Linked DNA regions of Danio rerio: regions 1 and 3 are each linked to region 2. A link is a contact called in public Hi-C data. All regions are on one chromosome and are shown on one strand. The core of a region is the stretch at or near the end of the contact, and the rest is flanking DNA. Distances in the headings are between cores, read along the strand shown.

Region 1 (5,056 bases), core at 1,978-4,477, 170 kb after region 2:
TCAGTACATTGGGCAATGGACGTAAATTTGATTAGAACTAAAAACGGAAAGATGTTTGTAAAACTGTTAAGTAATATCAGCCCACAGGAAAATATTTAAATCACGTTTTCTATGTCATATTTCATCCGCAACAACAACAACAATAACAACACCAAACTTATATAAAGACGTGTTTTGACATTGACGTCTGAATGCATAATTATACCTAAAAAAGAATTCTCTGTATCTCTCCGCTTTTTCAATAAGGTAGGAAATTAAATATGGAAAAAAATGTGGATGATGTGTAGTATGTCCCAAAGCTTGCATAATCTTCGTTTACACACTCAAAAGTACATACTTTTTCCATCACAAAAAAGTACATACTTTTAGGGGGTAGTATAAGAATGTGAATTGGGATGCAACAGTCTTGGAAACACATTTTCCAATGTGGTATTCCAGCTAGATTAAGGTGAATTTTAATTTATTATTTATAATACCATAGTAAAAAGAGTTTAAGAGGGAATTTATTGTTAACTAAAAACAAAAGGCATCCTATTTTGGCTGTTTATTTAGATGGTGACATTTTGGAGGCCTGTCGGAGCACTCACTCTGGTGGTTGGGAAAATTCCAATTTGAACCAAACAATCCATTACAAATGGCTTAAGATTGACAAGCAAAATTCGGGACATTGCAACCTGCAGAACCTGGGGAACTTTAAAAAAAAAAGATGAATGAGAGGACCGGATGTAGGCTACACAGACGTGTAGTATCACCACCTACAGGTCGAATATGCATAATGCAACAGTTTTGTCATTTCATGTATCTCTCGAATCTGCCATTGTTGCAATTATGTCAGTATTCCCTTTTCCGTAGCCTAATTTAATTGTAACTATAGTTATGCAGGCTTTTTAAAGCCACTGTGTTGGGCTAGCTACTTGAAAAATATAGTAAGCTATTAGTTACTCAAATATTTGTATCACCCATACTGTATAACTTATTTTCTGTGGGCTGTTTGATTTTAAACATGACTTAGTGGCCTAAATATGAACACAATCAACTATGTAACAGAATAAAGCCACGCATATGCACAAAAGCCAGTGATCTCTCCAGTCCACAGCCACAATTTCCTTAAGCAGATAGTACAGCTGATATTTGTGAGTATGAAATATAATGTACGAGCATTAAATGTTCAGACAAGTCTCGATATACAATGACACGTTTTTGTTTAATTCATTTTTGTATGGGAGCATGGCTGTTTCATAGTCAGAGGACAGAGGAAGGTGTTTTAATGGCTCTTTATCATTATCCACCCTGATGAGACACAGCGAACGTTGACACCCGTAATGTCATTTATACCCCTCTGTGACTGTGTGTGTGCAGGTGGAAGATGATAAAGACAAACACATCACACACACAGCCCCCTGCCCTCTGGTGCAGCATGGGAGAGGAGAGGGGCTTCAGGGCGTAACTCCGCCGCTTTAAGCTGTCCTTGTTAGGAAGCTGTCAATCAAAAACAAGACCTGGCTAACTTTGCCTCACAGTGTTGTAACCTTCGGCAAGAGAGATATTTTTATTTCCTGAAGAAGCCGATTTAAGGTCAGTTCTGCTGCACTAATAATCATAGACCTCAGAATAATAGGAAAATGAGGATGATGACTATTTTTTAAGAGCTGGTGAGGTGGTTTATGCAGATATGTAAATCGCACAGGTCAACCTCAGAGGCAGGCGAACAGAATTAGTCAAGGTAGGTGAACAAGACCCAGTGGTGGATAAACACTGCCATCAAGTGGTAGATGTGAACAATTTCTCTTTTATTTAGCATTTTATAAACGGTAAGTGATTTAAAAAGCTTACATGCAAACTGAACTGAAAGGGATGTAAAAGAATCTTAAGATTTAGTCACACTTAAGTCTTATGAGATTTTCTCAGCTCAACTAAGTATGTTTGGAAAAATGGTGTTAACCAAAAAGTTAATGGGGACTTTGGTTACCTATAGGTATATCTTATTTTGTGCAGGCTGAAGTGAAGGGTGATGATGATAGAATTTATTTTTGTGTGAACTATTTGCTTTATTGGCATTTGAGTATGACCTGCTCTGGGGGTACAGCCTCTATTGAAAGAGGTGGTTCTTTTTTCTCAGTAATAAGTGGAGCTTTGTGCAGTTATCCTCCTTAATTTCTTTTAAATTATGAGGTTTAAATACTGCATAGTAGTGACATTTTATGCAATCTTTGCTGCATTAGCTTCTCCGATGGTGATCATAACCAGACTTTTTGATCTTGAGTTTACCATACTATTTCACCACAAAGTGTTTATTTAGAAATGTGCATTTAAACTGTAAGTTATTACAACTTTATAGATAATGGTATGAGATTAGAATTTTTTATTAAAAATGTAGAATAAAGGGAGATGAAAAAAATACTTATTTTTAAAATGCAAATTTGTTATCATGCATCATTAAAAAAATACAATTATGATTCTGTTAAAACTTATTAAAAACATACAATATACATACATACAACTTAAAAACTGTAGCCTGTAGATAAATAACAAACTGATTGGCTCATTTCTTCAGTCAGAATTTGTAAAATTTAATAATTACAAATTTTATTTGTCTTACAGCCTTCTTTTATCGGTTATTTTCACAATTTATGATGCATACTGTCAAAAATGGGACAAATGAACTTAAATAGACTATTTTGAGGGATGTAAACAACAATGGTCCAAATGTATTTCCTGTTTTACATTTTTAATTTCAATAGCTTCAGAGAATCTAAAAAAGTAAAAATCATGATAAATAATCCTGTAATAACGTCAGCTTATGATTGAATTGCCTATTGTTACAGTTATCGAACAGTTTGACAACAAGAAGGAAATTCTCATGGGTCAATGACATCAGCACATTGAAATGGTCTATAGAGGCCAAATTCTGCACTTTGTCATTGGGGGGTGGGTCTTTCGAACCACTCGAACACCCCCTGGCTATGAGTCTGGGTGACACAAACGTGCTAGATACAGTGGTAAGGCTCCTACAAAGACCTTAAATATTGATACACCTAAACATTTTCATTTTACTTTAACAGAGACTTAAAAATCCCACATAAAGACTTTTTTAAAACCCTAATCAAACGTTTCTGGTTATCAGATTGTTTTACAAGCATTGTAAAGAATATTTTCTACCTTTGACATCACATACAAACTGCAGAGTAGGCCTATAGTTAGCACACACTCTTTCTTATACAATATTAGCGTGCGTTAGTTGTCATGTGACATTGTGGCTAGCACAAAAGAGGCGGTAATTCCTGGTATGAATTTGTTATTATAAAGAGATCTTTTTTAGAATGAAAAAAATAAAATAAATGCTGATGCTGTCGATGTAAGACACAGCTGTCCACAAAAAGGAACTTTTGTTCTTACCAAACGTTTTCTCGTGAAAGGAAGTGAAACTACTGCAGTCCTCACGTCACCGTGTTCTTGTAATTGCTCACAACTTAAGCGCCTTAAACAAAACTTTATGCAAATTAACGTCCAGACTTGCGCTAAAAGTGCCAAAAACATGCTAAAACGCCCATATACTTGTCTTCAGTTCAGATCTTGAGATGATGTTTTTGTTTCACACCCTTTTCAACTAGAAAAACCTTTTTCTCACATAGTTATTTATAGGAATTTGACATTTTAAATAAACCTGTTGTTTTGTGTTAGATACTTGATGTTGGACTGGATAGTTTAAATATAACTATAAAATAAAGGTGATAATGCAGACCAGAGAATATAGAACAAACACAGCAGACACACAATGTCATATGACGTTAACATTAGATCAGATTTACGTCGCCAGCGTCTAAGAACGATGTTATTTTGACTTTCAGTAATTTTGTGAAATGACATTGATATTTGTTTGATTTTAGGTTGTTATGTGTGACCAAAATCCAACAACGAGCTGTTTTTAGTGACCAAAATCCAACAATGAGCTGTTTATAGTGACCAAAATCCAACAACGAGCTGTTTTTAGTAACCAAAATCCAACAACGAGCTGTTTTTAGTGACCAAAACCAACAATGAGCCAACATCTTAATCCAACGTCATATTGACATCAAATTTATTCATCAGGTATAGCAACCAAAATATAATGTCTGATAGATGTTATATTAGTAACGTCCACACAACGTCAAGTTGTAACATCATTAAACATTGATATTTAGTCAATTTTATGTTGTGTTGGAAAGTAACCAAAATCCAACATGAAAAGTCAACATGTCAACAACAAAAGTCAACATGTTAAACCAACGTCATTTTAACGTCAAATACTGACATTTATTTGTCAAGTATGGCAGCAAAATCGTCTGATAGATGCTATATCAGTAAAGTCCACGTAACGTCAAGCTGTAACATCATTAGACGTTGATTTTTTTAGGTAGCATTGGAAAGTAACCTAAAATACAACATCTGTTCGGCGTAGGACATTAATGTTGGCCTGATGTCAAACCGATTTTCATTTCTAAATACAATACAACGTCCCACAACTTTGATGTACAACTAGGGACGGATTTAACCAATAAGGAAAGTAAGCGACCGCTTAGGAGGCCCCCAATAAATATCTAGAAGTATAAATTATACCAATAAACATAATTTTTTAATTATATTTTGTATAGTGAGAGTCAAACAAATAATTTTTTACGTAATTAAAAATAGTTTAATTTACAATAAAATATAATATTGTTGTAATAACGTAATGTTATGTAATAATATGAAAAAATATCCACCACCCTCAATCATGGAACAGTCCAGCAGTAAAATTTATAAAAGATGTATTATTATTTTTAGTTGTAAATTAATTTTAAGACATCTGATTATTTAAATTGTAAAGCTTACATTTGGATGAAACGTAGAAAAGATTGAGAGATATTAAAAAAAAAACTGAAATATATATAAAAAAATTAAATAAAAGTAGAAGGGTGCATTTCAGGACTTGGGGGCCCATGGCTGGAGTTGCTTTGGGCCCCCAAATCACTAAATCCGCCCCTGGGTACAACGTGAATCTGACATCCTCTTTCTGCTGGGAAACTATTTTTAGCAG
Region 2 (4,493 bases), core at 1,617-4,116:
TCTATCTATCTATCTATCTATCTATCTATCTATCTATCTATCTATCTATCTATCTATCTATCTATCTATCTATCTATCTATCTGATGTAAGTCTCGTGATACATGCCTCGAGCTGAGAAAACTGCTTGAGGTAATGATTAAAGATTAAGAAAATTACCAGAGGAATTATGTATCTATCCACATTTACCCACACGTCTCGATAGGGGCCTTGTGCATAATACAGTTGATGTATATTCAGTGCTCGAGCTGGATTTGTCGTAATTGACACTCACGCGAGAACCAAGGAACAGCCCCCATCTGCTGGTAGGATCGTTCGTGTCTCACCCTCATCCATCCCTCTCTCACCGCGGCACTGCTGGGGCTTCAGGACGGCGCTCAGCGGCTCACGGTAAACCCCCATTTTTTTGTATAGCTTTGGTGCGTGAATATACTGTTTGACACGGTGAACAACATATTTGGATGCTTTGCAGAGTTTCGGAAAATATTGTTTATGCATAATTGATGAGGAAAGACCTTCAATTTAGCCTACACACACATACGTAGAGCTATGTATAGGGCAGGTGAACCAGGTAAAAGTTATTACGGGCGCATCAAATACGACGCAGGTTGCAAATCGAATTAAAGATGTATATTTGAGCTTGATTCGGTTTGCATAATATTTAGATATTAAGGTATTTCATTTAAATGGTATTATCTTGAATTGTGAAATAGTGGAAATAGCATATACCTAAATATGAATATCAGAGTTAATCTGTTCATTTTATCTATGTTTTCGTTTGAAAAATATACATTTGGTGATCTTGGAACAGAGCTGAGAGCAATTTTTAATATGTATAATTGACTATAAGTTGATTCGTATTTGTGTGTAAGAAATACAAAATGTTCGCGTGGAGCAGTATAATTAAGGATATCTTATTTAAATTTAAGTGAAAGCGCTTGATTTTTTCGATGATACATTTATTCTGAAGCAAACATTTTTAAAAGCAATTGCAAACGACACACAGACTGATTCGTATAACCTATGAGAATGTTGCATATGTAATGCATTTGAGATCATCACAATTTGACATGATTTCTGTTCGAGCAAATTAATTCACATAAAGCTTATTTATAGTATAGTCTCTGACAGATATTGTTTACTCTTCAAATAAATATTTCCTTTTGATTTGATACATTTAACAGAGACAAACATTTAACAGAGACAAACACACGCACGACCGAGAGCTGTAATTTCTAATTTTATCTTCAAAATTAGATTTCTCTATCTAGAAATGTATTCTAATTGGTCAAATAGTTAATGAATGTAGTTTGAGCGTGCATGGAGAGTCGAATAAATATTCTCAGCATAATTAAAACAACTAATAATTTGTAATGAACAGACAGAAGAAAATGTATAGCCTAAGGAAGCGTTGTCTGTCTAAACTAGAATTTAGATTTTATATGTAAATAATAAGAAAGATGATTGCAACAATCAAATCCCTTTCTAATATGCACATTTTATACATGGCCTATGTAAATTTAAAAACGCAATGCTTGTGCAGTTATTCATAATATAGGCCTAATTAAACAGCTTCGTGTAAATGAAGAGATGCATGAATGTCGCCTAATCTATTCTTCCTTTGATATTGTAACCATAACGAATAGTTGGATTAAGGTTGCTATCAATTATTTATTTTTTATTATTCTTAAGTAGTTTTACGATCATCCCTCGTATATATTCGTACAGAAAAATAAATTGTGGCAATGGGATTCAATTGACGTTTGACATCTGAAAAATCAAAGAATGTAAACAACTGCTTATTCCTCCTCCCAACAGCATCGCTCCCCTTCCCTCGCTTGCTCCTTTCTCTCTTTCTCCCGAAAACACACATGAAGAGAAAGACCATCATACACAGACACACACCTTTATGAAACATTCTGACAACTTTTTAAATTATGCCACCACTTTAGTCCATTTTAATTGTACATATATCATACAATGTACTTAAAGGATTAGCGTCTTTTATACTTTACATTAACCTGAATTCATGCAGTACAAGATATATATATATATATATATATATATATATATATATATATATATATATATATATATATATATATATATATATATATAATATATATATATATATATATATATATATATATATATATATATATATATAAACTCCCAATAGCAGAAAAGAATATTACGTTATATATATATATATATATATATATATATATATATATATATATATATATATATATATATATATATATATATATATAACGTAATATTCTTTTCTGCTATTGGGAGTTAATTATGAATGACACTCGCGATAAACTAACAAGCAACTCTCTGACAATTTTCAAATACATTTTTCCAAGAAGACTCAAAACTACAAGAGAGGTCAGATGAAGTACAGTATTCACAGTCTCAATAATTTAACATTAATTTTAATTAGACGCATTTACAGACACTAAAACTACATGAGAAAAAATAAAAACCTAACAAAAAGTGTCACAACGTCTCTGAAAGGAACTAAACGTCCACACCAAGTGTTTTTAGTGTTCACAATCTCAATTAAACACTTATTTTAGCTACACGCATTTACAAAAGCTTAAAACTACATGAAAAAATAGAAGGCCTTGCAAAAAAAATCAAAGTGGCAAAACACCAGTTAAAAAGGAAGTAAAAGGTCTATACCAAGTGCTTTCCAAGCTCGTGTTGCCCATCACCATCGGTTTGAAGAGAGAGTGACAGGTCTTTGTTGGTGAATAGAAATCAGTGGCATTGGAGAGAGGGAGGACTCCTCCTACCCAATTACCCAAGCTGGGCAGGCGTTTGCTCTCTTCACAAATAGGACACAGGATCTCTAACACACACAGTCCCAAACCCGACTTTCACGCATTCGGATCCTCAGTTGGAGATTGGGACTATCTGAAAACCCACGTTTAAAACATCCTCCAGACTTCAGTTTTGCCTTATATCATCCGGACTATACTTTTTTCTGACGTTGGAGAAAGTGGACTGGTTCTCCTGACTGTTCCTGCGCCGTCCATCAAATTCCACCGGCTTAATATTTTTGTAACACATTGATTGCATTTTGTTGTGAATCTGTTGGTGTAGATCCACTCGGATGTTTTAAGGATCCGGAAAGCTGTATATGGAAGTTGTGGGGTGCAAGGCGAAAGAAAGCAGTTGCACATTGCGTCCAGCAGCCATGCTTTTCCACGGCATCTCTGGGGATCATATTCAAGGGATCATGGAGGAGATGGAGAGGAGATCTAAATCGGAGTCTCGACTAGCAAAAACCGTCCAGATGAACGGACGGGAGACGGTAAGAATTTGTGTTTTGGCGTGCATTTTACGTTAAAGCAAATGTCAAACTCTCCCGTCGCTATATACACCTCATAGTTTGTAACCCACTTTTAAAAACGTAGCGAAAACATTTGTACGATTTTAAAACATTAGCAGGCCTCTGGAAACATGCAAAAAGTAATTACGGAGGATATCAATAACATCTGAAATGCCTAAGAGTAACTATAAAGCATGAAGAGAGTTATATGCCAAAATTAAATTTCACATTTGAGCCAAAATCTACAGACATTTTATTTTATTTTAGCAGTTTCACAACATTCCTTATATTTATTTTAGGGGTAAGATGTCCAAAAACGACAAAAATAAGATCAATATGTTTTTGCCAAGCAAGTGACAAAATATTTAACAGTTAATAACCTGTAGGCTTGTATTAAATTTAATAATAATTTTTGTGATAAGAAATAGTCATTTTTCGTTAACATTTTTTAAATTATATTTTAGACTAGGCACTCATTAAAATGAAATCAAAGCACAGAACAAACAAAACATGCAATGTGTAGTTATGCATCATATCTAGTTTTGGTTTGATAATTGAGAAAGCTCACTCATAATTTTATTAAAAACATAAAAATAATAAATATACAGTTTCATTTAGTATGCTTTTGAATTTACTTTAAGTTCTATATCTATAATGGCAAACTCATTTACTGTGGTGTATTTTGATTAACGCCGAAACCTTTATTTACTCCACCAATTATGTTTTTTTTTTTTTTTTTTAAAGACTATGCCCTCCATGAGCCCAGAGAAGCCTGCGCTGTGCGCCGGCTGCGGTGGTAAAATCTCCGACAGATACTACTTACTCGCCGTTGATAAACAGTGGCATTTAAGGTGTCTCAAGTGTTGTGAATGTAAACTGGCCCTTGAATCCGAACTGACGTGTTTCGCAAAGGATGGCAGCATTTACTGCAAAGAGGATTACTACAGGTAAGCATTAACTTTGAGGCTTAAATCTTGCGTTAGGCCTGTTTAGTAGGCCTAACTTTTTTTTTCGAACACACATAAAGGCTGGTGACATCTGAGCTAGTGTAAGCCATTGACCCATATAGTGATCTTCAGTGATTAACTGACACGCCTAAATTAATCTAATAAACCTAATTAATTCATGCTCAGTGCGTCTATTTTTCTATTC
Region 3 (4,662 bases), core at 359-2,858, 210 kb before region 2:
TGAACGTTCAATGAAGTGAATAAAAAAACATAAAAAATCATACATTTCTAAAACCATTGACCCATAGGGTAATTTATATTTTATTTACTCCTGTGATTTAAAGGTGAATACTTTAAGAGAATTATTCCACACTGCAATGTAACATGCTGTTTGCAATTCTTTCTAATATGGTGATCCGCTGCTCAAGAACCATATATTATTATAGTACAGTTAAAATTATTATTATTAGCCCCCATTTAAATGTTTTTCATTTTTAAATATTTCCCAAATGATGTTTAACAGAGCAAGGAAATTTTCACAGTATGTCTGATAATATTTTTTCTTTTGGAGAAAGTCTTAATTGTTTCATTTCGGCTAGAATAAAAGTAGTTTTTAATTTTTTAAAAGCCATTTCAAGCTCAAAATTATTAGCCCCTTTAAGCCATATTTTCTTTTCAACAGTCTACAGAACAAACCATCATTATACAATAACTTGCCTAATTACCCTAACCTGTCTAGTTAACCTAATTAACCTAGTTAAGCCTTTAAATGTCACTTTAAGCTGTATAGAAGTGTCTTGAAAAATATCTAGTCAAAAACTATTTACTGTCATCATGAAAAAGATAAAATAAATCAGTTATTAGAGATGAGTTATTTAAACTATTATGTTTAGAAATGTGCTGAAGAAATCTTTTCTCTGTTAAAAAGAAATTAGGTGAAAAAATAAACTGGGGATAATAATTCAAGAGGGTTAATAATTCTGAATTCAACTGTATATTTGCTAAACTAATGCATCCCTGATGAGTCTTCTGTTAAAAAAAACCCTGACAAATCCAAAAATGTCAAAACAATATTACTATACTTTAATAATACACTTAAAACCCTTACCTGCTAGCATTGTCGTCATTGTTATAACTGTCAGGATAGAGCGTGTGTGGAGATGACTTCAGGTTTTGATACTAAAAAAAAAAAAGATTGAAACATTAATACATTAATACCACAGCTAACCTAAAAAAGCAACACATTTCTTGAATATTTATAAAAAAAAACTTTGAAAACTTTGTCCCCATTACAAAGCGACAACATTAATCCGCGTCCCCGACGAAGGTGCCAGGTCTGCTAATCCCTTGGCTTTTATAACACACCTGTGCAACACGTTTAATTGGCAAATTAAAGAATTGAAGCATTATTGGGCACAGCTTCACGCGGCGGCAGCCCCAGGCTTTAGGGTTCACCATTAACTAGCCGTCCACGACACGCAAACGCACACGCAAACGCGCCGCCACTCACTAAAGTAGGCCATAAACTGCCGTTTGCCACATTATCAAAGCACGCCACTAAACCGCCGAGCCCGAGGCGCGAGGAAAACGTCACGCTACGTTGCTAACCGGACGGATCAACTGGTCAATGCTCGCTGTAATAGCTTGGGCGAAAATCTTGGGTATCGGTGCATGCAGAATGGGTTAACGGCCACCCTGTCCATAAAAATAGCTGAGAGATGCGTGTAGCGAACACTTTGCCATTGGAATAAACAGGAACACATGTTGGGCACTGATTGCCCCACTCGCTAGTAGCCGGCAGCTATAATGAAAGCGATTACGGGGGGTTCAGGCCTTGAATCCTCCAAAAGGCTTTAATGGATTCCTGTGTCAGGGCCATAAATCTGGCCGGCAAGCCACTTTGGCTTAAGTGAAGGGGTTTGGATGCACCTGCGGAACTGTGTCACATTCATTTGCTGTGTGTGTTTGTGTGTGTGTTTGTGTTTGCAGTTTTGTAGCCCCTTGAGTTGTGAAGCAGACTCCGCTGTTCAGAGAGTCTGGCCTCTCTCTTGTGTTTTCTACAAGCAGAGGTGTTTATTAAAACAAGGTGAGCGAAGGATGGCAACACCAGGCCTGCATCTCAAACACCTTCTACTGAAACACACACAGAAAAGCAAACCTGTAACCCATACAAGCAGATACATGTGATAAAAGTCATTATGTAAGTTAGTCTTTCTAAAACTAACATTTATTATCTATTCTTGAGTTATAATTAGCTTTCTACCAAGGAGTGGTGTAAAATAACAAATTACAAATACTCAAGTGACTGTAATTGAGTAGTTTTTTCTCAGAAATTAGCAATTTACTAAGTAGTTTTAAGAATGGGTACTTTTACTTTCCCTTGAGTACATTTTAGAGCAGTACTGATACTTTTACTCCACTACTTTCCTTCAACCTGCAGTCACTACTTTATTTCTTCATGTCTATGGGGATTAGAAAAATCAGTCCTGTGATTCCTGTCCAATCAAAGCTCACATAGAAGGTAAATCGCGTTAGAATGAACTACCTCAAGACATGAGCGCTTTATGCAGCAAACTATTTGGAAGCTTTAAAATAGTTCAAGAAGATGTCCAAAATCTTTACATGCACTGACCCAGAGAATGTTTGGATGTATGCCAATGATGACAAGATGATGGATGTTTACTGTATGATGACCGAAATGGCCTTAAACATCCAGCAGACACAAGACATCAACATGATGTCAGATTGACGCTGTAGGGATGTTTTTGCAAGTGTTTGAAAATGAAAATTGTTTTGACGTCAGAACTCAATGTGAGGCCGACGTCAATGTCCAACGTCCAACCAAAAATCAACCAAATATCAATGTCGTATGATGTTATAGCTTGACGTTGTTTGGACCTTATGACGTTTATCTGACGTTAGATTTTGATTGCCATACCTGATAAATAAATGTCAGTTTTTGACGTCAATATGATTTAAGATGTTGGCTTGACGTTGGATTTTGGTCACTTTCTAACACAACCAAAAATCAACCAAATGTCAACATCTTTTTGGTCACTTGACGTTACAACCTAAATCTACGTCATAAAACCTAATCATTTCAAGTATTTTACATTAATTTCTCTTAAACTGGAATGATATATAACCAATGTATGATTTACAGTAAACTAAACCCCTTATAAATATTGTAAATTAATGCAAACGGCTTAATTAGTGATAGAGGACATTTCATTATGTTAATAAGTGTTGTTTAACTTGTTTTAAAATATAATAATAACAGTGTTGACGTTTTCCATCCTTTTGCCCTTTAGTTCAAAATGCTAATGAAAAAAAGATGATGCTGATATAACAACACTATCTCACGGCAAATCGTAACTTTTTGATAGTGGCTAATTAGTATGAATGTGTATGATCTCATTCGTACTATTTAGTTTGATTTACTGATCCCCAATGATGGTTGGGTTTTGGGGCAGGGTTGGGTGCCACGCATCCTTTTTAAAATGCTACTTTTTCGTACAACTGAACTCGTATGATTTCCTATGAATTAGCCACTAAACTGACAAAACATAAAATAGTAACGTTTCCTCGTGAGATCAGGCTGAATATAATGCTTTTCCATCATATTGTTTTTAAAAAGCGGATAGAAATTCACTGAAATATCACAATAACAGAGTTGACATATTATTAATCTACAACATTTTGTATAACTTAATGAGAAAACAACATATGACATGGCTCGATGACTTTTGCATGTTCCTACCAGAGGAAGAGACATTACTTGGAGCAAGTCGCATGCTTTTTCTATCAGTGTTTTAAAGATTGTTGTGCCTTTTTATAACCGAGTTGACCCGAACATAGAAGCAAACACAATTTGTTTAATTTCAAATTTACAAATAATACTGAATGTAGATGTTTCAGGCATATTATTATTTTACTTAGTAAACACACAAAAACTATGAAAATTAGACTGAATTATTCCATTGTAATTAAAGCCAAATGTTTGATTGAGGAAGCAAAGTCCAAAATAAATTTATACTAGAAGTATAAATTACTTATATAATACACACATACATTTTGACAAACTTGTTTCTTTAGATATATAATTAATAACTTTAGATGAATACCTCATGAAGGTCTTTCCCTAAATAAAGTTCTGTACCAGTGCTGTGCCTTCTTTTGTCTGATTTACATTTATTTCTTTGATTCAAATCAAACTTTGTAATGTTGTGATTTAGTTTGTAGCTGGTTAATGTGGTTTATGGATTAATATGACTTAACAGAGACTTTTTAAAAATCCCTGAGACAAAATACTTCCAAAGCAACACCGCTGACACTCTACTGACCCAAGTCTAAAATAAAAGGTCTATACTTTGGCTTATACAGTATGTGTGAAGTAGTAACAGTAATGATAGCCTAATCAAATCCATACTTATGCTTGAAAATGTATAGTAGATGATTTAAGAAAAACATAAGACAAAAGTTAGCCATCATTAAATTTCCTTTAGTTCTCTCAACACATTTAGTCAGTTATATGTTAAAACTACAGGTTTATAAGTAATTCTATAATTGAAGGAACATTTGATTTGTAAAGTCATGATTTTTTTTGTCTTTTTTTGTAATTATATAGATTTTTAATTTGCTCACTGTAAAAAAAACAAAAGACAATACAGTCCATAACAATAATATGAAACAGTTGTATATAGTACACCGTACAAAATCCTGGGTTCCATGCAACTCCTACATGTTATCCCAACACAAATCGATTAAATTCACTTAATCGTTTTTACAAACTTAAGTGGATTGAAGAAAAAACTATTACGTTTTACTATTAACCCCCCTTAAAAATTAAGAATCGTGTTGTTTCAACTCATTTGATAAGGTCTTAAGGCAATTTGAGCTCGCT

The links. Hi-C and Micro-C count contacts between places; a contact is called where the count stands out from the background.
Region 1: a Hi-C map of embryo shows a contact between it and region 2, with 1.8 times the contacts expected there. The contact joins the enhancer-like site here to the promoter of lhx9 in region 2. A contact is called at or near these places in 4 of 18 Hi-C or Micro-C datasets (caudal fin, embryo and hematopoietic stem cells) and 2 of 4 datasets of contacts at active chromatin or transcription factors (caudal fin and embryo).
Region 3: a Hi-C map of embryo shows a contact between it and region 2, with 2.1 times the contacts expected there. The contact joins the enhancer-like site here to the promoter of lhx9 in region 2. A contact is called at or near these places in 3 of 18 Hi-C or Micro-C datasets (caudal fin and embryo) and 1 of 4 datasets of contacts at active chromatin or transcription factors (embryo).

What each region holds. Positions count from the first base shown.
Region 1 is chr22:22,910,007-22,915,062 of GRCz12tu, reverse strand. No RefSeq gene overlaps it. Among named protein-coding and RNA genes, the nearest start is that of ptprc, 15 kb to the right of the region's middle. Within about 2 kb of position 3,227, at least 9 of the 62 cell types and tissues checked have an H3K27ac peak or open chromatin away from gene starts, as enhancers often do. A contact at or near this core is called in caudal fin, where this site is marked.
Region 2 is chr22:23,081,611-23,086,103 of GRCz12tu, reverse strand. lhx9 (LIM homeobox 9) reads left to right here and starts at 2,866. Exons shown (of 5, transcript NM_001017710.2): 1 at 2,866-3,323; 2 at 4,086-4,288. The coding sequence starts at 3,150.
Region 3 is chr22:23,290,342-23,295,003 of GRCz12tu, reverse strand. dennd1b (DENN/MADD domain containing 1B) reads right to left here. Exons shown (of 21, transcript XM_073937882.1): 19 at 868-938. Among named protein-coding and RNA genes, the nearest start is that of crb1, 72 kb to the left of the region's middle. Within about 2 kb of position 1,608, at least 4 of the 62 cell types and tissues checked have an H3K27ac peak or open chromatin away from gene starts, as enhancers often do.